7 separate regions of the Mus musculus genome follow, and regions 2, 3, 4, 5, 6 and 7 are each linked to region 1. Evidence: chromatin contacts called from public HiChIP or PLAC-seq and promoter capture Hi-C data. All regions are on one chromosome and are shown on one strand. Each heading gives the region's core, a stretch centred on a gene start, on an enhancer-like site or on the middle of the called end of the contact. The rest is flanking DNA. Distances are from core to core; before and after follow the strand shown.

Evidence for each region. Promoter capture Hi-C pulls out the DNA fragments that hold promoters and counts their contacts. HiChIP or PLAC-seq counts read pairs in DNA pulled down with a chosen protein or histone mark.
Region 2: a contact with region 1 is called in an H3K4me3 HiChIP or PLAC-seq map of embryonic basal ganglia, with 7 times the contacts expected there. The contact joins the promoter of Smyd3 here to the promoter of Kif26b in region 1. A contact is called at or near these places in 1 of 39 promoter capture datasets (embryonic stem cells), 1 of 15 datasets of contacts at CTCF or cohesin (embryonic stem cells), 1 of 484 Hi-C or Micro-C datasets (embryonic stem cells) and 14 of 115 datasets of contacts at active chromatin or transcription factors (bone marrow-derived macrophages, craniofacial prominence, embryonic basal ganglia and 10 more).
Region 3: a contact with region 1 is called in an H3K4me3 HiChIP or PLAC-seq map of embryonic basal ganglia, with 13 times the contacts expected there. The contact joins the enhancer-like site here to the promoter of Kif26b in region 1. A contact is called at or near these places in 15 of 39 promoter capture datasets (3T3-L1-derived adipocytes, the C10 cell line, the HPC-7 cell line and 8 more), 2 of 15 datasets of contacts at CTCF or cohesin (large pre-B cells and pro-B cells), 14 of 484 Hi-C or Micro-C datasets (the BV-2 cell line, the C2C12 cell line, bone marrow-derived macrophages and 7 more), 24 of 115 datasets of contacts at active chromatin or transcription factors (the NIH/3T3 cell line, SST interneurons, craniofacial prominence and 16 more) and 2 of 9 other capture datasets (adipose tissue and embryonic stem cells).
Region 4: a contact with region 1 is called in an H3K4me3 HiChIP or PLAC-seq map of bone marrow-derived macrophages, with 4 times the contacts expected there. The contact joins the enhancer-like site here to the promoter of Kif26b in region 1. A contact is called at or near these places in 3 of 39 promoter capture datasets (the C10 cell line, embryonic stem cells and trophoblast stem cells), 1 of 15 datasets of contacts at CTCF or cohesin (large pre-B cells), 3 of 484 Hi-C or Micro-C datasets (the BV-2 cell line, bone marrow-derived macrophages and cortical neurons), 16 of 115 datasets of contacts at active chromatin or transcription factors (bone marrow-derived macrophages, craniofacial prominence, embryonic basal ganglia and 12 more) and 3 of 9 other capture datasets (adipose tissue, embryonic stem cells and liver).
Region 5: a contact with region 1 is called in an H3K4me3 HiChIP or PLAC-seq map of embryonic forebrain, with 9 times the contacts expected there. The contact joins the enhancer-like site here to the promoter of Kif26b in region 1. A contact is called at or near these places in 6 of 39 promoter capture datasets (the HPC-7 cell line, frontonasal cranial neural crest, liver and 3 more), 2 of 15 datasets of contacts at CTCF or cohesin (large pre-B cells and stem cell-derived epiblast-like cells), 3 of 484 Hi-C or Micro-C datasets (cerebral cortex, cortical neurons and forebrain), 14 of 115 datasets of contacts at active chromatin or transcription factors (cardiomyocytes, craniofacial prominence, embryonic basal ganglia and 8 more) and 3 of 9 other capture datasets (embryonic tail, embryonic trunk and liver).
Region 6: a promoter capture Hi-C map of liver shows a contact between it and region 1, with 8 times the contacts expected there. The contact joins the enhancer-like site here to the promoter of Kif26b in region 1. A contact is called at or near these places in 8 of 39 promoter capture datasets (the 3T3-L1 cell line, 3T3-L1-derived adipocytes, frontonasal cranial neural crest and 5 more), 3 of 484 Hi-C or Micro-C datasets (bone marrow-derived macrophages, cortical neurons and embryonic stem cells), 14 of 115 datasets of contacts at active chromatin or transcription factors (SST interneurons, bone marrow-derived macrophages, cardiomyocytes and 10 more) and 2 of 9 other capture datasets (adipose tissue and embryonic stem cells).
Region 7: an H3K4me3 HiChIP or PLAC-seq map of forebrain shows a contact between it and region 1, with 7 times the contacts expected there. The contact joins the enhancer-like site here to the promoter of Kif26b in region 1. A contact is called at or near these places in 3 of 39 promoter capture datasets (embryonic stem cells and trophoblast stem cells), 18 of 115 datasets of contacts at active chromatin or transcription factors (the NIH/3T3 cell line, bone marrow-derived macrophages, craniofacial prominence and 10 more) and 3 of 9 other capture datasets (adipose tissue, embryonic stem cells and liver).

What each region holds. Positions count from the first base shown.
Region 1 is chr1:178,527,708-178,530,516 of GRCm38.p6, reverse strand. It overlaps Kif26b (kinesin family member 26B), which reads right to left and starts at 1,392. Exons shown (of 15, transcript NM_001161665.1): 1 at 892-1,392; 2 at 1-128. The coding sequence starts at 954.
Region 2 is chr1:179,516,612-179,519,420 of GRCm38.p6, reverse strand. Smyd3 (SET and MYND domain containing 3) reads left to right here and starts at 1,380. Exons shown (of 12, transcript NM_027188.4): 1 at 1,380-1,633. The coding sequence starts at 1,470.
Region 3 is chr1:179,457,397-179,460,205 of GRCm38.p6, reverse strand. All of the region lies in intron 1 of Smyd3 (SET and MYND domain containing 3), which reads left to right. Among named protein-coding and RNA genes, the nearest start is that of Smyd3, 59 kb to the left of the region's middle. Within about 2 kb of position 1,410, at least 26 of the 459 cell types and tissues checked have an H3K27ac peak or open chromatin away from gene starts, as enhancers often do. A contact at or near this core is called in the C2C12 cell line, craniofacial prominence, embryonic basal ganglia and 1 more, where this site is marked.
Region 4 is chr1:179,432,947-179,435,755 of GRCm38.p6, reverse strand. All of the region lies in intron 1 of Smyd3 (SET and MYND domain containing 3), which reads left to right. Among named protein-coding and RNA genes, the nearest start is that of Smyd3, 84 kb to the left of the region's middle. Within about 2 kb of position 1,390, at least 37 of the 459 cell types and tissues checked have an H3K27ac peak or open chromatin away from gene starts, as enhancers often do. A contact at or near this core is called in the BV-2 cell line, bone marrow-derived macrophages and microglia, where this site is marked.
Region 5 is chr1:179,385,441-179,388,249 of GRCm38.p6, reverse strand. The region is part of intron 5 of Smyd3 (SET and MYND domain containing 3); the gene reads left to right. Among named protein-coding and RNA genes, the nearest start is that of Gm31349, 59 kb to the right of the region's middle. Within about 2 kb of position 1,454, at least 18 of the 459 cell types and tissues checked have an H3K27ac peak or open chromatin away from gene starts, as enhancers often do. A contact at or near this core is called in trophoblast stem cells, where this site is marked.
Region 6 is chr1:179,344,427-179,347,235 of GRCm38.p6, reverse strand. The region is part of intron 5 of Smyd3 (SET and MYND domain containing 3); the gene reads left to right. Among named protein-coding and RNA genes, the nearest start is that of Gm31349, 18 kb to the right of the region's middle. Within about 2 kb of position 1,420, at least 3 of the 459 cell types and tissues checked have an H3K27ac peak or open chromatin away from gene starts, as enhancers often do.
Region 7 is chr1:179,260,491-179,263,299 of GRCm38.p6, reverse strand. The region is part of intron 5 of Smyd3 (SET and MYND domain containing 3); the gene reads left to right. Among named protein-coding and RNA genes, the nearest start is that of Gm31349, 66 kb to the left of the region's middle. Within about 2 kb of position 1,464, at least 41 of the 459 cell types and tissues checked have an H3K27ac peak or open chromatin away from gene starts, as enhancers often do. A contact at or near this core is called in embryonic stem cells and forebrain, where this site is marked.

The DNA.
Region 1 (2,809 bases), core at 143-2,642:
CCCAGCGCAGAGCCTGCTCCCTCCGGGGTGGGCCGGCTGCCGGCGCGCGACTCCTCGTAAGCCTTGCGGTACCAGCTCTCAGGAGAGCAGGGCGCTGAGGGCTTGGTGGGCGAGCACATTTCGTTCACCTGCCGGAGAGACGCGCGGCGTCAGGCCCTGTAGAGCCATCAGTCCCCCGTGCGGCGGAGGGCTGGTGGGGGGGGGGGGTCGCCGTCCTGCCCGCACTGATGCAAACCTGCCCTCCATCTATCTCCATCCTTCAAGTGACCAATCCTTAAGGAAGTCCTGTCCCACCCACCCTCGCCAGAGTGACCCGCACGCAGGTCCCCCTCCATTCCTCCTGGGGTCAGCACAAGAGCTTGCGGGGTGTGGATATCCTGCAGCTTCTGCGAGAACACCCAGAAATCCAGCGCCCTACTCTTTCAAACCCGGTACCCACCCCAGCAAGGGCCTAGGTACACAGTCCTAGAACACCCTATCGCAGGGTGGGTGACTGTGACTTCTGGATGTTTACTCATTCGGGGAACAGCCCCCACCCCAGGTCCTGCAGGTAAAGCAAACGGGCTCCCCGCTCCAGGGCAGCGATCCGAGGGAAGAGCAGAGGAATTCCTGGGAAATGCTCCCCCTCGGCTTAACTCTGTCTGCAAGTCCCGAAATACTGCAAAAGTTAAGGGTGTGAGGAAAGGGAGGAACCAAGGGCTGAAGACATTCCCGTAGCCAGGCGAGCTGCAGACCCGCCTCCATGCACGCACGACCCCGCCGGCCGTGGGGACGCCGGTGCACCCGAGAGCTGGGGACCCTGCATCCGCCGCCGGCTCCCGGGAAGCAGAGGACACCCACTCAGATGAGTCCCTGGAAACGCATCTCCTCGTGGACACCGCCACAACTTACCCCGTATTTCTTGCCCCTGGTGGAGACCGCAAGCCTCTCTTTATTTCCGGCTACCGAATTCATGGTGGCTCTTCCAGAGGAAAGGGTCTAAATGTTCCCACAAGGCTACATCCAAAAGGTCTGCCAACCCAGACGCGTCCCCCCTCGTGGTAGGGGTTGGTCCTCAAGTCAAGATTTCTTAATGGGGGGTTGGGAAGAATGAAAGCAAATGGACCCCAGAAGTAATAGCACCAATTTGCAGGAAAGGTTGGAACGGCTGGTGGTTCTCAAATAATGGGTCTTCTCATCTCTCTGCCTCCTCCAGCCACGCGTCCTCTCTTCGCGGTCACATCCAGATCGCTAGCATTTTCCTCCACCCGGCCAGCGCGCGTTCTCCTCTAGCGGGGCCGAAACGGAGGAGGACGGCGGCGAGGACGCAGGGAGGCTGCAGGGAAGGTGGGCGAGCCCTCGCCGAGCCGAGCCGGCGGTGGGAACTTGCCTCCTTCCCCGAGCTCGCTAACTGAGTTCAAAGAAATTCTCCCAAAATATAAGGATCCAGACTCGGGGAGGAGCCACGGCGTGTCGCCGAGCCAATATGCGCCGTCCCGTTTTCTCCTGACAGTTGCGCGCAGGGCAAGGAGAGGGCGGCTGTACGCGGCCGGAGAGCAGCCCGCGGTCAGGACGCGTGTGTCCGTCCGGGAGCAGCGCGGAGCCTAGGGAACCTCAGCCCCGCCGCCTCGGAGCCCGCCGGGCCGCCGCCGCCGCCTCGCCTGCCGCGATCCATTTACGGCGCGGCGCTTGGGCCTGGCATCGCCAGGCGCAGCCGGGGCGGGGGTGGGGTCGTAAATCTGGCTCCGGGCGGGGAAGTTGCTGGCGAGGGGCCCACAGCCCCGGGCTCCGGTGCTATCCAGCGCGCGAGCCTGTAGCTCGGAGTCGGCCGAGCTGCGCTGAAACGCAGCACCCAGGCCTCCCCGCCCCCCTCCCCGAGAGCTGGTCTCTTCCTGGCAAGGCGTGCAGGTCTGCCTTTGAAAAGCCGTGCAAACGGATTGAGTCACAAACAAGTCCGCAAACAGGCCGGGACCAACCCCCCCGCCCTTTGTTCTCCCAGACCTGCCTGGCAAACCTTGTCTTGATTCGCCCTCCTAGCCCCAGCGGGCCAGGGGACCCTCCTCCCCTGGACCCCGATTTGAGCACCGGGAGCCTTGAGCCCCCCTTCCCGCGCCCGCCCACGGGCCCAAGCCCCTGTTAATGAAGGGAAAACCTCCCGAGACCTGCACAGGTGAGCCCGAGACCCAGCCTGTAGCTGCCAGGCTGGGGAAACTGAGGGATTGGTCGCGCCGAACGCGCGCGGAAGGACTGCGCGGGCCTGGAGAGGGGGTGTGGCGCGAGCTGATCGACCTCGGGGACTGGGATCGTCCCCTTGCCCCTTTGCACGGTTGCCTGCCAGCACCCGGACCTGTGGGATCTCCAGAGCACCCAGCTGTCGCCCGCTGTCTGATTCCCGTCCCCCGCCCGGCGCAGCGCCCAGGAGCGCAGGAAGCCGGCGTACGCCGGGCTCCACACGTGGCTGCTCCGGGGTGTCATTTTTCATTTCCCGGGAGGACATTTCTTCTGGTGAGCCGGCAGGTCTATTTTGTTGTGACCTTTAATTAACACCCCACGAGACGCCTCCTGCGGGACCAGCCGGGCGCGGAGATCACGTGTGGTGTAATGGCATCTGGGTACCCCGGAAAGACCTGGCCTGGGGCTAGGCGGGGGCAGGAGGACATTTCGGGCTTCCCTAGTCGCTGTCTTCCTTCAACATATGCAAGAGAAAGGAGGGGGCAGAATACAACAATTGGGGTGCTAGAACCCGGGGCAACGCCCCCCCCTCCTGTCTTCCTGTGTGAACCTTCGGCGCCTCCCGGGCATCGCCATCCCCGCCCAGCGCCCTCTGCAG
Region 2 (2,809 bases), core at 131-2,630, 990 kb before region 1:
TAGAGGCAGGCAGATCTCCGAATTCCAAGCCAGCCTGCTTTACACAGAGATTTTTCAGGTCAGCCAGGGCGAAATTGTGAGGCATGGTCACAAACCAACAAAATATTTGGATTGAAGTAAGAAATCACTCATAGAAAAAGATGTTTTAAGCAGGATTTCTCTGTTACTGAGGCTAGTCTTCCACTTGTGTGTTTGCTGGGGTTCCCAGAAGGCACACAGACGTGTATACAGGAAAGGCAGAGGCAGGATGTCTATGAGTTCAAGGCCAGCCTGATCTACACAGAGAGTTCCAGGACAGCCAGAGATACACAATAGACGCTGTCTTTAAAAAGCTTTGTGTGGTCTGATATAGGTCTCATATAGCTGAGTCTGAGCATCAGAACTGGTTGATCATGCTGACCCTCCTAGGCAGTCTTGTGCCTACTCCTTTGCTTGTTCATTGTATACCCATAATCCTTTGCTTGTATATCCATAATCCAAGAACTCAGGAGGAAGAGAATAAAGGGTTTCTGAGTTCAAGACCTGACTGCAACATTATTTCAAAGGGTTCAACAAACATAACTCTAAAACGGTTTATAAAAAAATATAGGCATATAGATAGATATACAGAAGGTGTGATCCAAAACTGCAGATGCTGGGCTGGAGAGATGGCTCAGTGGTTAAGAGCACTGACTGCTCTTCTGAAGGTCCTGAGTTCAAATCCCAGAAACCACATGATTGCTCACCACAGATCTGTAATGAGATCTGATGCCCTTTCTGGTGAGTCTGAAGACAGCTATAGTGCACTTACATATAACAGTAAATAAATCTTAAAAAAAAACCCTGCAGATGTTAAGAATTTTTCGATCTAGATGCTGAATATACAGATAACCACTGCCCTTTTTTTTTTTTTTTTTTTTTTTTTGATACAGGGCTTCTCTGTTGTATAGCCTTGGCTGTCCTGAAACTCACTCTATAAACCACGCTGGCTTTAAACTCAGAGGTCTTCCTGCCTCTGCCTCCCCAGTGCAGAGGTTAAAGGTGTGTGCCACCACTCATGGGCTCTTACCATTTTTTTTTTCACTATGCATTAAAATTTGCATAATAAGCTGGGCGTGGTGGAGCACACCTTGAATTCCAGAACTGAGGAGGCTGAGGCGGGCAGAATCCTGTGAGTTCGAGGTCTAAATAGAGAGGTTCCTTGGTCTATCAAGAGAGCTCCAGATCAGTCTTTGCTACACATAGTGAGACTCCGTCTCAAAAAGAAAAAGAAAAAGAAAAAGAAAAAAAAAAGCGCGGAATAAAATACAGGAGGAAATACACCACCCCATCCCGAGCTGTAGTAGGTCCTCCTGCGCATGCTCACAGGACCTGCGCGCTCGTCTCCGCCCCCTGGTGTACGCAAGCGCAGGACGCAGGCGCGCAGTCAGAAAACACGAGACTCAAGCTGAGGGACGCAGTTCGGATCTGAGGTGTGGATCTGAGGAAGGATGGAGGCACTGAAGGTGGAAAAGTTCACGACTGCCAACCGGGGAAACGGGCTGCGTGCTGTGGCTCCACTGCGCCCCGGGGAGCTGCTCTTCCGCTCCGACCCCTTGGCTTACACTGTGTGCAAGGGGAGTCGTGGCGTAGTCTGTGATCGCTGCCTACTGGGGTACGTACGGAACCTGAGCCCGGGGCGCGTGGCTCTGCGGGTGGGGGTGGGCCTCGAGGGCACAGCTCTGTGGGGTGTCTGCAGCACCCTAGGCTGCGGTGGGAATTGGGGGAGGCAGTGGTGCAGATGAAGGGGAAGCGTCGGGCAGATAATTTTGCTGGGGAACAAAAATATTCAAAGCCTGTGCAACGAGCTTCATTGGTTGTGGAAATCAGAAGTGGCAGGGGGGTGTGAGTCTGGGAAGGAGTAGGGGTGTGTACGTCAGGATCAGAACTGAGGCCCCACCTGACCTGTCTTGCGGGAGGAGCGAGAAGCCTGGTGTTTATGTTGTACTTTGCTGGTCTGGATTTTACGTGGCTTGGGTTTAGGAAGATGAATGAGACATCCCTAAGGACTGGAGCAAATGAGAATTAACCGTGTAACAAAAGAGCAAAATAAGAGATGCAAACAGTCTACTCTAGGAGCGTAGGACTCGCGGTGTGCTTTGCCCTCTAGAGATTGTGCGGACAAATGTAACTCACCACCTCTGTGTAGATGCAACAGTTTATGTGACAGTGTTTCGAAGTCTGGAAGCACGGTGTCAGCGGAGGGTGCTTTACTGTTTATAGAGTTGTGTAACATATACACTTCCGTCCGCACACATCGGGTTCCCACCATGCACTGGGATAAGGACTCTGAGGTAGGTAGGTTCCAGACCCATCCCTCTGTGTTTGGGGTGGGTAGAGGTGGGGAGTCTAGCTTTACTATACATTCCAGGATACTCCCCTCGCTCCCCTCTCCTCCCTCCTCAGTCCCCGCCCCCTCAGACAGGGTTTCTCTGTAGCTGCTCTGTAGACTAGGCTGGCCTTCTCTGCGTCCCAAAGTCTTGCTGTTACCAACGCCCGGCTTCCACAATATTCTTGTTTAGTTTATAACTGAAGACTTCGCTTTGCATTTTAAAGTTAGCAAATAATAATGTTATCTGTTATCTTCTCAAGTGGTGATCGAAATGACATGCACACACCTGCACGCGATTTGTTGCTGAAAGAGCAGCGGGAAGTTTGTGGGGTTAAAGCAATTCACTCCCTTCACAACTCGGCCTCGAATGCCACGAACCCCCTTCTCACAGACTAATTGGAGAAAGCAGGACTCTTCCTTCATTGTGTTACATACTTTGTAGGCTATTTAGAGTGTAGA
Region 3 (2,809 bases), core at 161-2,660, 930 kb before region 1:
CACACACACACACACACACACACACACACACACGCCTGTACACACCCATGTTCATGTGACACCTTACTGCACTGGGCTCTCTCTTCCCACCATCTGGTGGTCCCAGGAATTGAACTCAGATCGTTAGCCTTGGAGGCAAGTGCCTCTCCCTGCTGAGCCATGTTGCTTTCTTGTTTTAAGTTTTGGGGCTGCTAGGGATTAAACCCAGAGCCTTGCCTTGTTGGGCCTTGCAGCAATTCACTGATCCACCACTGGGTCTGCTGGGCTGGTTTCAGGCTCAAGTGATTTTCTTGCCTCAGTCTCTAAGTGTCTGGGACTCCAGGAGTGTCCCACCCCCACCAGCCCAGCTTGCTCTTTCACCCTGTTAATGTGCACTTCGATTCAGAAACATTTACATTTGATAAAATCGGTTTTATCTTTAAATATATATATTACTTATAGTTTTGGTATTTCATTTAAGGAAAAGTATTTCCAGGAGTGGTGACGCTTGCCTGTAATCCAGGCATCAGGAGGCACACAGAGGGTCAAGTTCTCGGCCAGCCCTGGCTATGGAGTGAGTCCTTTTCTCAAAAACAAACTAACAGACAAACAAAAAATTTAAAAAAAATCCCAAACATCCAAAATTGCTATTTACCCAAGGTTGTGAAGATTTGTAGTGATTTCCCTTCTAAGAGTTGTCTGTTTAACTTTGCATTTAGGTCTTGGATGTGTTATTTTGAGTGAACTTTCACATGTGGGCCGATGTGGGGGTTCAAATGGATTCTTTGACATGTGGATACAGCGACTGAATCCATCTTTATTGAAGTATTCACTTCTGTATGAGGAAGGAGAGTGTGAGTTTTCATGGAATTTACTCATTCATTCCGCAATAATAGATCTGGTGACACTGTCTGTCTGTCTATCTGCATCACAGCACACGTGGGGAGGTCAGAGGACAGTTTGCAGGCGTTGGCTGCTGCTCCTACCACGTGGGTTTCTAGGGATTGAACTTGGGCTCAGCGGCCTCGTGTTTACCCGTCTTGCCGGATGGTTTTTTTCTTACACAACTTTATTAAAGCCTCATTTACATACCACAGCAATCATGTAATTAGCTGTGTGACTCAGTAATTGTGAGAAGGGAGAGACGCCAGCAGCGCATTAAGGAAAGGAAAAAGACTTGAGTTCCAGAATGCACTGAGGGTCACCAGTGGCCATAATTGTTGGTGTGCATTTGTTTAAAGAGACAAAAACATTTAATCTGTTCCAAAAGAGCTGCCACCTCATTTGCTTCATGGGGATTTCTCAGTTGTTTCCAAGATTCAGCTGTAGGTAAGGACTTGGTTTCTGGGCTTTCGCGTGAGGGAGGCCAGGATGCTGAGGGTGTCAGCTGGGAGGCTGGGCCGAGTTAACCGCCCCTCTCAGAGTCTTCCTCCAGCTGTCTCTCATCAGTCACTCGAAAGCTTGTGCACATAAAGTCTTGATGGTTGGAAACTCATTTACTATGTGGGGTTTCATAATAGAAATCTGACCCTGCGACACACCCACAGAAGAAAGGTAGAACTCAAAGACAGTACTCTACTAACTAGATTTTATTTTTCTTTTGTTGACATCATTGATATTTTGGCAAAAAGGAGTTGGAGCTCTTATAGAAGAATTCCCTCTGAACACTTGCCAGTTCCCTGACATTTCTAGTTAGAAAGGTTTTCTGTTTCCAAACTTAAGACACACCTCCTCTCTTGCACAGCAGATGGGAAAGATCAATGGCCGCTATAGAGAATTACAGGGTCTTTTTTTTTTTCTTGCTATTTGATCTTTGATCTTAAGACAACTTTTAACCCTGTAGTAATCTCCCAAGAGATTCAAGAAAATATTTTGTGAAGCAAAATTCTGGGGACCACGAGCTGGAGGCCCAGGAGCAAGCTGCCAGGCAGGAAGCTGATGCTCTTAAGAAATCATTCTCTGCTGTTGCGTGGTTTTTATTAGGCTGAGTTCTTAGTATAGTTTATGTTTAAATGCATTATTGCAATTTGGTTTTGAATTTATCGTTAGAGGAATAATGAGTCCTTTCCTGATGATTTATCAACAGCCAGAAAAATAAATCACAAATAATAACAACCCAAATTCTCTCATTAGGTTTGAAGATTCAAAATTACGTTAGGATATTTTAATTTGGAACGCTCCCTTTTAAGTTGACTTCCTAATGAGGCTCGCCTTTTAAGAAACAAATTCAGGCACTAGTAGAGACCGGATTCTGATACAGAAAGAGCGTAACCCACGACCTTAACACATGGCAACAAAAATCTGCACAACTTAGTGTGCCTTGCTGTTTTTGAGCTCAAGAGAGTGGAGATTTCAGGGCAGCCAGGGAGCCAGAGGCCTAAGAGGAGACAGGTCTGCAAGGACGGATGAGAGAAACCTGCTTACCCAGGTTTGCTTACCACAGGGAGACAGTGCTCAGAATTCTGACGGTAATGGAATTTGGAAAAAGCTGCTGTTTGTGGGCTTTCAGGAGGGTGTGGAGTCCCCAGAGGCTGTAGAGGGTAGTTAACACCCAAGCATAAACCTTTTCTCCAAGAACTCCCAGATGACCCCCAAACAGGTCATTCCTCTGGCGGTGCATGGGGAAGGGAAACTGGCGGCTGCAGATGTGACAAGGAACTTAACCAAGACTCCTCTTTTGTATCTTCTTGTTCTCTACTGAAAGGAGGTAGATGCGAAGACTGAGGAGTGGTTCAGGGGTCAGGTGGAGCTTGTACCTAACATGCATAGGGTACTGTGAGTTCCATCCCCACTAAGGAAAAAACAAGAATCCCTCTTTCCTTTAGGGTAC
Region 4 (2,809 bases), core at 141-2,640, 910 kb before region 1:
AAACGCAGTGACTCAGAGGGATGCTGGGGCAACCAGGAGCTCAACCTATGACAGTGTTGTCAGGGCCTTGCCTTTCTGCAGAGTCATCTTCAGTGTCAACAGAAAGACCACCGTCTCCAAAAAGAGGTTGCATCTGAGTAAGGATGATCAGAAAAAGTAGAGTCAGGAAATCTGTCTCTACCAGGTTCTGGGGATCGGGGGATAGGTATGTAGTAGGTGATGCCTTCTTTTTGGAAGTGAAGGAGGATGATTGCTGACACCTTCCCGGCGTTGTAGGTAGTAGGTGATGGCAAGCTAACGATGATTCCCAAGGTGGTTGATTACCCAGAGGCCTTTGGTATGAGCAACAAAAGTAATCTACATATCCAACCCAAACCTTGGCCTGGCTCCTTTTTACTTAGAGATCCTTAAGAACCTAGAGCTTTCTCACACGTGGAATAAAACAGTATGCTCGTCAGTTCAAAATGCGATACAGCAGAAGGAGCCAGAGTTAAAAGCAAACAGAGTTTTCACACATCTCCATTCCTTATTCTATTTGGGTCTTCCATAGTGAAGGAACCCGTTCATGAGTATGGAATCAGTTGTTTATATAGTCATACACACTCTGCAGCTTCCGGAAACGCCATCCCTTGATTTGGGTTTGTTTTGGGCCTTGTTTTATATAGTTACTGCCGCGGAGAAATATTAATAGCTTCACTTCAGATAAACACAAGTGGTTTTGAGGACTACAAGTGTTTGTGGTGTTTAGGTAATGTAAGTTGATTTGGCAACCAAATGTTTTGTGTTGCTGGGAAGATACGGAAGTGTAGAATTACTGCTTAGTGTTCCATATGTCCTCTTCCTCTTCCTCTTTTTCATTTCCCGTTTTTCAAGACAGGGTTTCTCTCTGTAACCCAGGCTGTCCTGGAACTAGCTCTCTCTAGACCAGGCTGGGCTTGAACTCAGAGATCTGCCTGTGTCTGCCTCCCAAGCGCTGGGATTAAAGGCGTGCGCTGCCACCATCTGGCTCTCTATGACTTCTAAATTTCCACCTGCTCCCCTGCTTACTCTTCTCTGAGGGTGTCCTTTTACTCTGAGTGGGATCCAGAAGTGTTAGCTTGAATGGGAAAGCACTTGATGTTTCTGGGCCGGGTTGACAGATAGAAGTGTCTTTTGAGTTACAGTGTGGATGGCCTGTCTGTGATGACAGCAGAGGCTTTCTTTGTCTTGTTACTATTTAAGTTGGTGAAGGTTATTTTCATCACCAGTAAAAACTGACTTGCTCAAGGGTTTCTCAACCTGTGGGTCTTGACTCCCTTGGGAGTCACACATCTAATATCCTGCATGTCAGCTATATGACTATACTATAGCAAAATGAGTTATGAAGTAACAATGGAGTCCATTTATGGTTGGCATCACCACAACATGAGGAACTGTATTAAAGGGTTGTATCATTAGGAAGGTTGAAAACCACTGGCTTACAACTAAGCCAGAAAGGAAGGGGATGGAGGAGGGAGGGCAGGAAGAGGACAGGGCAGGGGAGAGGAATTGACTACGTCCTAGAGAGGGGACAGATTTTGCTGTAAGACATTATTTGCCAATGTTGGTGCTTTCACGAAATAGGGGTGTGTGCAGGTTTGAAAGAGCAAGGGGAGAGATGCGTGTGGGGACAGGGGTAACTGGAGGTTGTCTTCCGAGAGCTAGGCAGTGTGTGCTGTCTTTCTGGACCTGAACAGATGACGTCATGCTTGTGGGGACATGGTTATCCATGGAGGTTATGTGCCAAGAGCTGGGCCGTGTGTGCTGGCCTTCTGGGCTGACCTGAACAGATGACGTCATGTAACCTTTCACTTTAATCATTACTTTTTCCCTTTGAGGACCCAGCAATTTGTTTGATGGTCTTGTTTTATTTAGCTGATAGTAGGGGGTTTGGGCTTTGCCTCTGTGATAGCCATTTTCATACTGAGTGGTGAGGGTGCATTTCAGGGCTGCAAGGATGGCGTCCTTTCTCTTTATAATGCTGTATGTTCTCGTTTGATTTTCATGGGGCCGAACTCTCTGAATCCTTTATCTATTCGCTGACTGTTTTTAGGTCACCTACGAGTTGCTTGGCTAGATATCAGGTACTGAGAAGATTAAAAAAGAAGACACTGCAGGGCCACGCTTTGCCAGAGAGTGAGATCAGGAACACGAGCCACATAGTCAGAGAGCAGTTCACTGCGACTTACTTTTTACTTGCAGTTTATACTGTAAGTTTAAATATTCTGGGACGCCAGACTTCATGGCAGCTGTCTTTTGGGAGAGACAGATGCACTTTGAAAAATTCACTGTAAAATACATTTTAAAAGCATCTTCTGTGTTTACTTGTCATTTTGATTTCAAAATTGCTCCATTGAGGGAAAAAATGTGGCTGTAAAAACCAGTTTAAAGTTTGCAGAAGGAACAAGTTATTAAGAAAATAGCAAAGTAAATAAAGTAAATAAATAAAGGCTCCAGCAGGGAGCTGTGTTTGCCTCGCTAGTCTGACCAGAGTTCGAGCCCCAGGATCTTCTGTAGCTCACTAAAAGCTCCACAGCGATCTGACTGGGCCAGCCAAGGAGAGTCACAACAATTGGAAGGATGCGACATTCAAAAGAAGATCTTGAAGAAACAATTAAAATTTGTCATTTAAAATATCATGTGGTTTTTGAGAAAGCATTCAAGTAATGACGTTTTAAAAATGGTTTCTCTGATTTTCTCTAGGTGAAAAATAGATGTTTTAACTCACTGCTATTGGGATTCTTTTAGTTTCCTCAAGGTTGATCAGTTACAGAGTCCCATCTCCCGAGAT
Region 5 (2,809 bases), core at 205-2,704, 860 kb before region 1:
TTCTAAGGAGCACTCCATTCCTACGCAGCCAGCGGAACATCAAGGTAGATTCCAAAATCAGTATGCATATATTTTTTGACTGTTTGGAGGCATTTAGTGTTAGCAATGAATTATTCTCACAGGCTTTGTAGTTCACAGAGCAGGCTAAAATTCTAGCAAAATAATGCATAGTAGCATATTTTAACACAGAAGGATAAGATATATGCAGACAGGATAAAATATATGCAGACAGGAATGTAAGAGCAGGCATTTGGGTTTATATTACACTCCCCCAGTCAAACAAGAGCACAGCAAACTGTCCAGTATGGTCCAAAAGGCAAGGGCATAAACAAAGTTGCATCGAATCTCTCAGTGACAGCTGGCTGCCCGAGATGAGCGGAGCTGTGAATATTATGACTCTTGTGTCATGTCCGTGCCGGGCAGTAAGGTTCAGGATTCTATCTCCCTTCTTACACTCAGTGTCTACTGTGGCCAATCTGAAATCCTATGGAAGAAGTAACGGGGCCCCCGAATGACATTTAGATAAAAGCAACCGGACTATGGAAGAGAGGGTTCCAGCAGACATGTTTCCCAGGACATGAGCAGGGTTTTGAAAAAGAAGATGTCATTTGCTGAGACGTGGCCTTTCAAGACTTTTTTGAGATGGTCCCAGTGCACTCTTTTATGATTTACAATTTGGCACCAGAGGTCTCATCCAATTTTCAAAGTGTAAGAACAAATGGATCCTAAATATATGGTAATAACCATTAAGGAAAGGACTGGACTCTGCCCAGGGTGTGGGGGATCAGAGTGAGCAACACCTGCTTTTGAGACACCAGACACCGAATCTGGAAACACAGGCTTTTGCAACAGGGGATACGAACTCACTAGAAGAAATCTTTCTGCACAATGAGATTCCTAATGGGTCTCGTTGAGCTCATGATTTCCCTAATCCACACAATCTGATCCATTGTTTATAGAAAGTAAATATTCGTAAGTGAGATTTTTTTTTTCAGGGAAAATGAGCTATGCATGACTGCATTTAATTTTATGTTTATTATTTTGCTACAAAGAACATTAAAAGTGATTATAATAACGGTCCAGCTCAAAGGAGTGAGCTCTGCTCTGTATTGTGCTCTCAGTTCTGTTTTCCTTTTAGTTGACTCACGCTATGGCTATAGATTCATGGACTATAATGTGAGTTTCCAGTATATGCATATAGAAGGAAATAATCAAATCAATCCGTTGATTCTTGAGAATGATCAGAGTCAGGTTGCTTGAAAGGGGACAGCGACAAGGATGGACAAGGAGAAAAAGAGGCTTAGAAATCATGAAGCGAAGCATTGCTGCATGTCTGCAGCTGCTCCTCACGCTGATGGGCTGGAGCTCTCAGCTACTCCCTCAGTGACCCACGAGCCAGCTCAGGTCATCAGCGAGTAAGTGATGGATCAAAGAGGAGGTGCCTGTGCTCAGCTTTCACACGTGTACACTTAACATTCAGCCGTCCCACTTCCCAGGTCTGACGCGACAGGGCAGAGTCCAAAGGCATGAGGGGAAAGGGTAGCCGAGGCGTTCTAGAAATCTCAGAAAGAAGCCAGCCAGCCACCAGCGCTCAGGATTGCTAACTGGGTGAAGTCAGCATCCAATGTATGCTCGGAGGCCCACAGTGGTTCTGGTTCTGACTAGGATGACAAGCTCGGGGCTGTCTTTGTTCTCTCTGAGAACAGTTCACATTTAGCTCCAGGGAGTCAAGCTACCTCAGCTCCTTAAGCCTTGGATTACACATAGGAGCCATCAAGCTGAGCTAGCTTTTACAGCTTACTTAGAACCCCCGCCCCCATCCTATTGAACCACAGATTCATTCTACCACAATCAGCTTGTGAGGTCAGCTGGGAATGCTGAGGTATTTGAGGAAGAGCCACACAGTGTCAAGGTGACTTAGGACTTGGTAGTCTTGTGACCTGTAATGAAAGTATCCAGAAAGAGAAAGAAAGGATTCAGAGTGGTCTGTACCTGCTCTGGGCACGTTTGCTGCCATTACTTCTTTGGAGGTCACCATCTTACAGTACTCCACCTTCAAAGCTGCAGACCACTTATTTAGGAACTTATTCCATTGTAGTTTGGAGGTTTGCTTTACAACCTCTTATGCTGGGTGGCCTGTCATCATGTTCATCTTGATGTTAAGATATTACGGTTTCGACTGTAGAGCCCAATTTATTTAATTTCATGAAAAATTGGGAGAATGTATTCACACATGCTTTCGAATTTCCCTTTTAATTTAAGGAACAGAACTACATAGTTATAGTAAAGTGTGAAGATATATTTGGTTGAATATTTTTGTCTCGACTATCTTGGCTGCAAGCCTTCCATTCTGACTCGCCATCGATATGATAGCTGTAGCCATGTGTTGCGATCCCACAGAGAGTGTTCATCAAATATATGGTGTGACTATCTGGCTCCCAAATCAGATGGAGAGTCTCAAGAGACTGGAAGTAGTAAGAACAGAGCCATTGGGTTGGCTCCTGATTGAGGCCTCCCATGGTCTAGCAGGAGAGGGTTAAATATCATACTCACATGGTAAGAGAGAATGATAGTTGAAACCATAGGACACGTTAACCACAGATACTTTTGCAAGAAAGGAACCTTGAAGTGTGTTTGTTTCGCTTATATTAGACTTTCTAATTAAGGAATCTGTGGAAATTAAAAACTCCAGTTTCAAAATGTGGCTGTGGATGCACACATGTTAATTTCAAATTATAATCTTCAAATGGCCTTATTTCCCTTATCATCTCTCTTTAATATTAATTTTTAACATTTTTATGAGGAAGTG
Region 6 (2,809 bases), core at 171-2,670, 820 kb before region 1:
CTGTCGTCCTCTGAGCCTCCGCTACACTCAGCGCGAAGCTCTTTCCTATGTAAGCCAGAAAGAGTGTGTTCTCACCTCTCATGAACCACTGATGTCACCTGCCCAGTCAAGACAGCAGCTGGCCAGGTTCTTTTCATACCAATACACTTTTAGAGAGATGACAAAACCAAACAAAGCACCATAATCAAGTAAAAGCCCCAGACTCACCAGTGGTTCCTCCGGGCTTTACTGCAAAGTCACCTGACACAGCTGAAGGCTGGAGCAGCCGCTTGCACTCAGAATCTACCCCTGGATGTAGTCTTCAGGCCTAATTGTTCACAAACACAATTTGGTTTATTAGTGGATTTAGGAGTACAGTATGAGGTTTTTGTAATCTAATGTTCATATGCAATCTAAAGATACGGTATTATTTTTTGTGGGGAAAAAAACCCAGATGAAAGACATAAATTGAGATGTGTTTGCTTTCATATGAGGTATCATGATAACATTTGAAAGTGTAAATGTTGGAATCGGGAACTCACACCTGAATTTTCTCTAAAATGTGTGATGAGGCATGGCACATTTTTTTGTGCTTTGTTTGTGTATCTTTAAAAGGAAGATTTTTAAATCCAGCAGCTTCATGAAACTAATATACATATTAAATAAAATTATAGGTGTGCTATTAATCTACCTGACAGGGTACCCAACAGGTGATATTCTTCTTGCATTTGATATAATTTATTTATGAATATTGAGCTTCAAGGTTCACTGGCTATAATGTGTGTTTGTCTGTGTGTCTGTGTCTATGCATGCCTATGTGTGCCCGTGTGTGAATCTGCATGTCTGTGTGTGCCTGTGTGTGTCTGCATGTGCCTGTGTGTGAATCTGCATGCATGTGCATGTGCCCATGTGTGTGTATGGGTGTGTGTGTATAATGCAAAGTATAAATGTCAACTCATCATAAGTTATATGCTAGATCTTCAATTAATCTAATGACCCTAATTTGTGTGGGAGTTTTTCCTACTATAACAAGAGCCCAAACTACTCAAATAGGCATGATGAGGCTGCCCTGAGGAAGAATATATACTCCTGTCCCACATAAAAGCTCATTTGCATAGCTAGAGCCATATCCAGTTCAGTGCTGTCTCAGTCTCATGCCACGGTTTATATTATCTGGGTTCAGTACAATATTTAAAATGCTCCATGTTCTTGGGCTTCTGTAAGCTTTTACATGTGTGTATGCCGTTTGGAATATCTTTTTGATGTCAGACTTTTACATTTTTTTTTACATAGAAAAGAATGTTTGTCATTATTGTAGGCTAAGTAGTTAGGAACTAACCAAGTACCTTTTGGAGGTGAACTGTTCATCACAGAGACAAGGGGATCTGTTTCTTTTTGTTGACTTAATGGTGCCCTTTCAATCCGGAGCTCCCTAGTGGCAGTCTTGGTTTGAGTCTTTCCTGACATGTTCATTTGGAGCCTGCTACTCTGATATTTGTACTGTTCTGTGTGCCAACATCAAGGGGATACTTTTATCAAAATAAAATAACAGCCCCTATTTACCCACTCTGGCCCCTCCTGTGCTTATGCCCTGGTGAGTGTCATATCCTGATCTGTTGCCTTTTTACAATACATACTCTTTTAGTTATTGGGAAAATAAATCCTTTGTTTTCTAATCACGTTCCTCTCCTGAGTCAGGACAGCTCATCAATATTAATGCTCTGAGTAGAATGAGAATTCTAAACCACTGTGTAATTCATCCTGGGCACAGGTGGTGACACATTCTTAAGAAGGTGAAGGTCCTAAGTCCCTTAGGTTATTATGTGAAGACCCTCCTCTAATTATGTAGCCATTTGGTATCTGCATAGCTAAAAAGATTGCTCTTCAATTTAGTCTGGTCCCTTATATTTGATGCATTGGCAAGTTATCTTGTCATTGGTGAAGGACCTTCATCTCTTTTCTCATTTGGGTAATAAATTGCTAAAACAGTAGCTTGCCTGTCACCCCTGTTCTTCAGCTCTGCTCTCTGCTAACATTTCCAGCTTTATAATCTCTGGGGTTGCTTGCTCTTTTTCACATGCCCAGTCCATGGTTGGATAAATGTGACCTGCGTCTGCCCCATGACCTCCATGGCCACGAACTTCCTTGGGAGCAAATCTGTCCTAAATTATGAATCTTATAACTAGGCATACTGGCATAATCTGAAAAATAGCTGGTAGTGTGTGTGTGTTTCTATGTCTCCCTCTTTCCTACCCTTTCTCCTTCCTTCCCTTGTGGAATGATTCCAGTAGTGGGCTCATTAAACAGGCATGTTTAACTTTCCATGTGTAGATCTGTTACTGGCTCATCTACAAAAATTCATGACCTATATATAAAGCAGTGTAGGAAAGCCACTGCTGCTGGTCCAGGAGAATATATCCTAGCTTACATGAAAGGTCTTACTGAAACTTTGAGGAGGCTTCAATTAATAATAAAAAAAAATGTTGAGCATATCTGTCCCACTCTGTGGTATGGCTGCAGTCAACCTAGGACCGAGTGTCCACGAGTTTTGATTGAAATGCTTTTCCTTAGTATTGAGATACATACATACTTCAGACTTAGCAAAAGTCACTGTGCCATGATCTGTCTTACATTGAATTCAGAACATCAGAGGGAAGCTATGCTCCTGGGATGGTAATTGTTCACCTTGGTACCACGACCTTTAACCTCAAAATACCTCACCGGTTCCTTCACGCTCTATACACAGGAACCATGACCACTTTCTTATTGGGATGTGCCAATTAAGAGGCTTTGTTTTGGAAGTTTTAGAAACCTATTCTGGCTAGCTTCA
Region 7 (2,809 bases), core at 215-2,714, 730 kb before region 1:
TGTTTGAGGAAGGGTGACACTCATGTTGCCTCTTCCGGGTGTTTCTTTGGATGTTTAAATGTTCTGGGAAAGGAAAGCCATCCATGCCTTCTCTGGAGATGTAAGCGTCTAAGCTCAGAAGCAAATGCACGTTATCAAGTTCTTCACAGAATCTCAGTGAAAGGAGTCAGGGATGGGGTTTCCTTATAGCAGCGAATGCAAAACAACAGGTGACGAGGCTCACTGCACACGGGAGCGAAGGATGGATTCACAGTCTTAGCACGCTGAGTGAAGGGCAGAGTAAGCTTTCGGTGGGATTGTAGGCAGGAGAACTGGCTTAGGGTCTAGCAAAGCTTCATGCCATGGACCTTCCCGTTGGAATGTGGATTCTGCTTGGAGGCTCTTAGATTTACAGCTTGCTGCCTCGCTCTCCACAGGCTTTTTCTCCACAGTGCTCTCCACGGGCCTTTGTCTGATGTAGCAGAAGAAATCCGGAACACTAATTTCTAAAAGTATGATTACATTGGATTAGGACAATGGGCACATTGCTCATCTTAATAATGCTTCCAGCCTTTGAATTCATTAAAATAATAAAAGATTTTCTTTTTCTGCCTCATTATTTTTGATGTAATTCTCCCATAGAGCAGACTTAATCCCTTTGTTAGTGAAAGTAGTTAACATTTCCCTTCTGAGAGGAAAACAAAAAACAAAAAAAAAATCACTTGTGTGACTCCGATTTCTTCCTCTTTGAAATGTCTGAAGGAAAACCAAATAAAACCCAGGATCAGACAGGAGAGCTGTGTGGACTAGTGGAGGATGAGGTATATATAGGCCTAGGTGGCCAAGAGACTCTTAAATACATCCAGCTCTGGAAAGCTGAACCGCAAACCTGTGATTTTTTTTTTTTCTTCTATAGAAAAGGAAGGGTTCAGTTTCGACCCCCAAGGTTCCTTTTAAGGCTCACTTAAAACGTGGCAGATAATAAATACTTTTAAAGCCATAGTGCTCATCCTTCCCAGCTCTTCCTGACCTTGCTTCTTTTCCAGGACCACATCTCAAGGGCAGTGTCTGTCTTGTCCTGTCCTGTCCTGTCCTGTCCTGATGCCACTGTTATACCAGACGAATCTCACCTTACTACAAGTAAAGGGTTCAGCCTAGGAAGTTGCTAGGGGCCATTGCTGGAGTGGTAATTGTGTTTTTCATCTTGGAAGTCACTAAATCACATTTCCCCCCTAGAATACCTCATGTAGCAGATGAAATAGCAGGCCTCTGAGCCTATAAGGGTTCCTCCATTTTCTTCCTTCCATCCTTCTTTGCTTGGTAATCTTTCTCTGTGAATAGGAGCTTGGAATTGCGCGTGCAGAGCACGTCCTGATTCCCGTTGCTTTCAGTACGTAATGAAGGCATATTCTTTATGGGGCCTGTGCCCGGCTTCTCTCCTGTCTCTCACAGGAAGTGAGAGCTGTTCCCCTGGCTGGAGCTCATGACAGGAACCCTCTGAGGCAGAGCCTTTCTCCAGCAAATAAATTACTGCTGCTGCCCGCTGCTGCCTCTGAAGGCGGGCCTTTCCTCAGCCTGGGAAATGAAGAAAGCAGCAACCTGTCCCTTCCCTGGGGGGTTTGCCCAGGCAGAGTTTGTTTACAATGAGAAATGTGCCAGGCAGCACCGGCTTCAACCTGACAGTGGGTTCAGAAGGCAGGAAACTGGGACATTGTGAGCACTGTGGGTGTGTGTTGGAGGCGCTTAGTAACTACCTAGCAGGCTATCCCCTCTGCCTGGCGCCATCAGGACTAGAGGGGATTAACAAGAAAACAGGCTGCTTCTATCCTCAAGATCCACACAGGATGCTGTGCAGTTTGTGTCTGTGATGTCCGACAGCACAATCTGCCTTCAGTGGATGAGCAGCAGCTCGCTCTCTCTCTCTCTCTCTCTCTCTCTCTCTCTCTCTCTCTCTCTCTTTTTTTTTCTCTCACTCTCTTACTCTCTCTGCCCTCCCAGCCTCCCTCCCCCATCAGATGGTTCTGTGCTCATTACAGGTGAGGTGCCTTATGGCCCCACTCCTTGCTGTTTTTCTGAGTCATTGCTTGCTTCCCTCTGGCTGTTTTCCTCCTTCCCTTTTCTCTCTTGCTCAAAGTGGCCTTCCACATCCCCACTGCCATCTCTTCTTGTTCACTCTGCCTGTCAGAGTAGCAGGCCTCTGTGAGGGTAGCCTTCATCAGCATTTGTGCCTTGCCATGTTCCAGGTCCATGGAGTCCATTATGAGAGCCATCTGTGGCCATGGCCCCCCTCCCTGGACACCATGGGGGCTGTTTGATCCTTATTAAAACACTCAACTCATGACGGGAAGGAGTATATTAGAAAGTGAGGGATCTCTTTGTTATGCCTTTGACCTTACAGTTATTTGTTCTTTTGAGAACAGACTATACAGGTGTTCTTCCTTTTAGAGCTGGACTCTTTAAAACTCAAGTGTCTGAGCTTCTAGAGAGCTAGCTGTCTTAGTTACTGTTCTGTTGCTGAGAAGAGACACCATGACCTCAGCAACTCTTATGAAGGAAATCATTTAATGGGGGCCTTGCTTAGAGTTTCAGAAGTTTGGTCAGTTATTATCATGGTAGGGAGCATGTATGGTAGGCATGGAGAAGTAATTGAATCTGTTTATCTATATCCTGATTCATAGGCAGAGGGAGAGGAAGAAAGAGAGTGGGGAGGAGGAAAGAAAGAGAGAAAATGAGAATGAATGAGAATGAGTATTTGGGTCTGGTATGGGTTTTTAAAACTTCAAAGCCCACCCTAGTGACACACATCCTTTAACAAGGCCATACTGCCTGA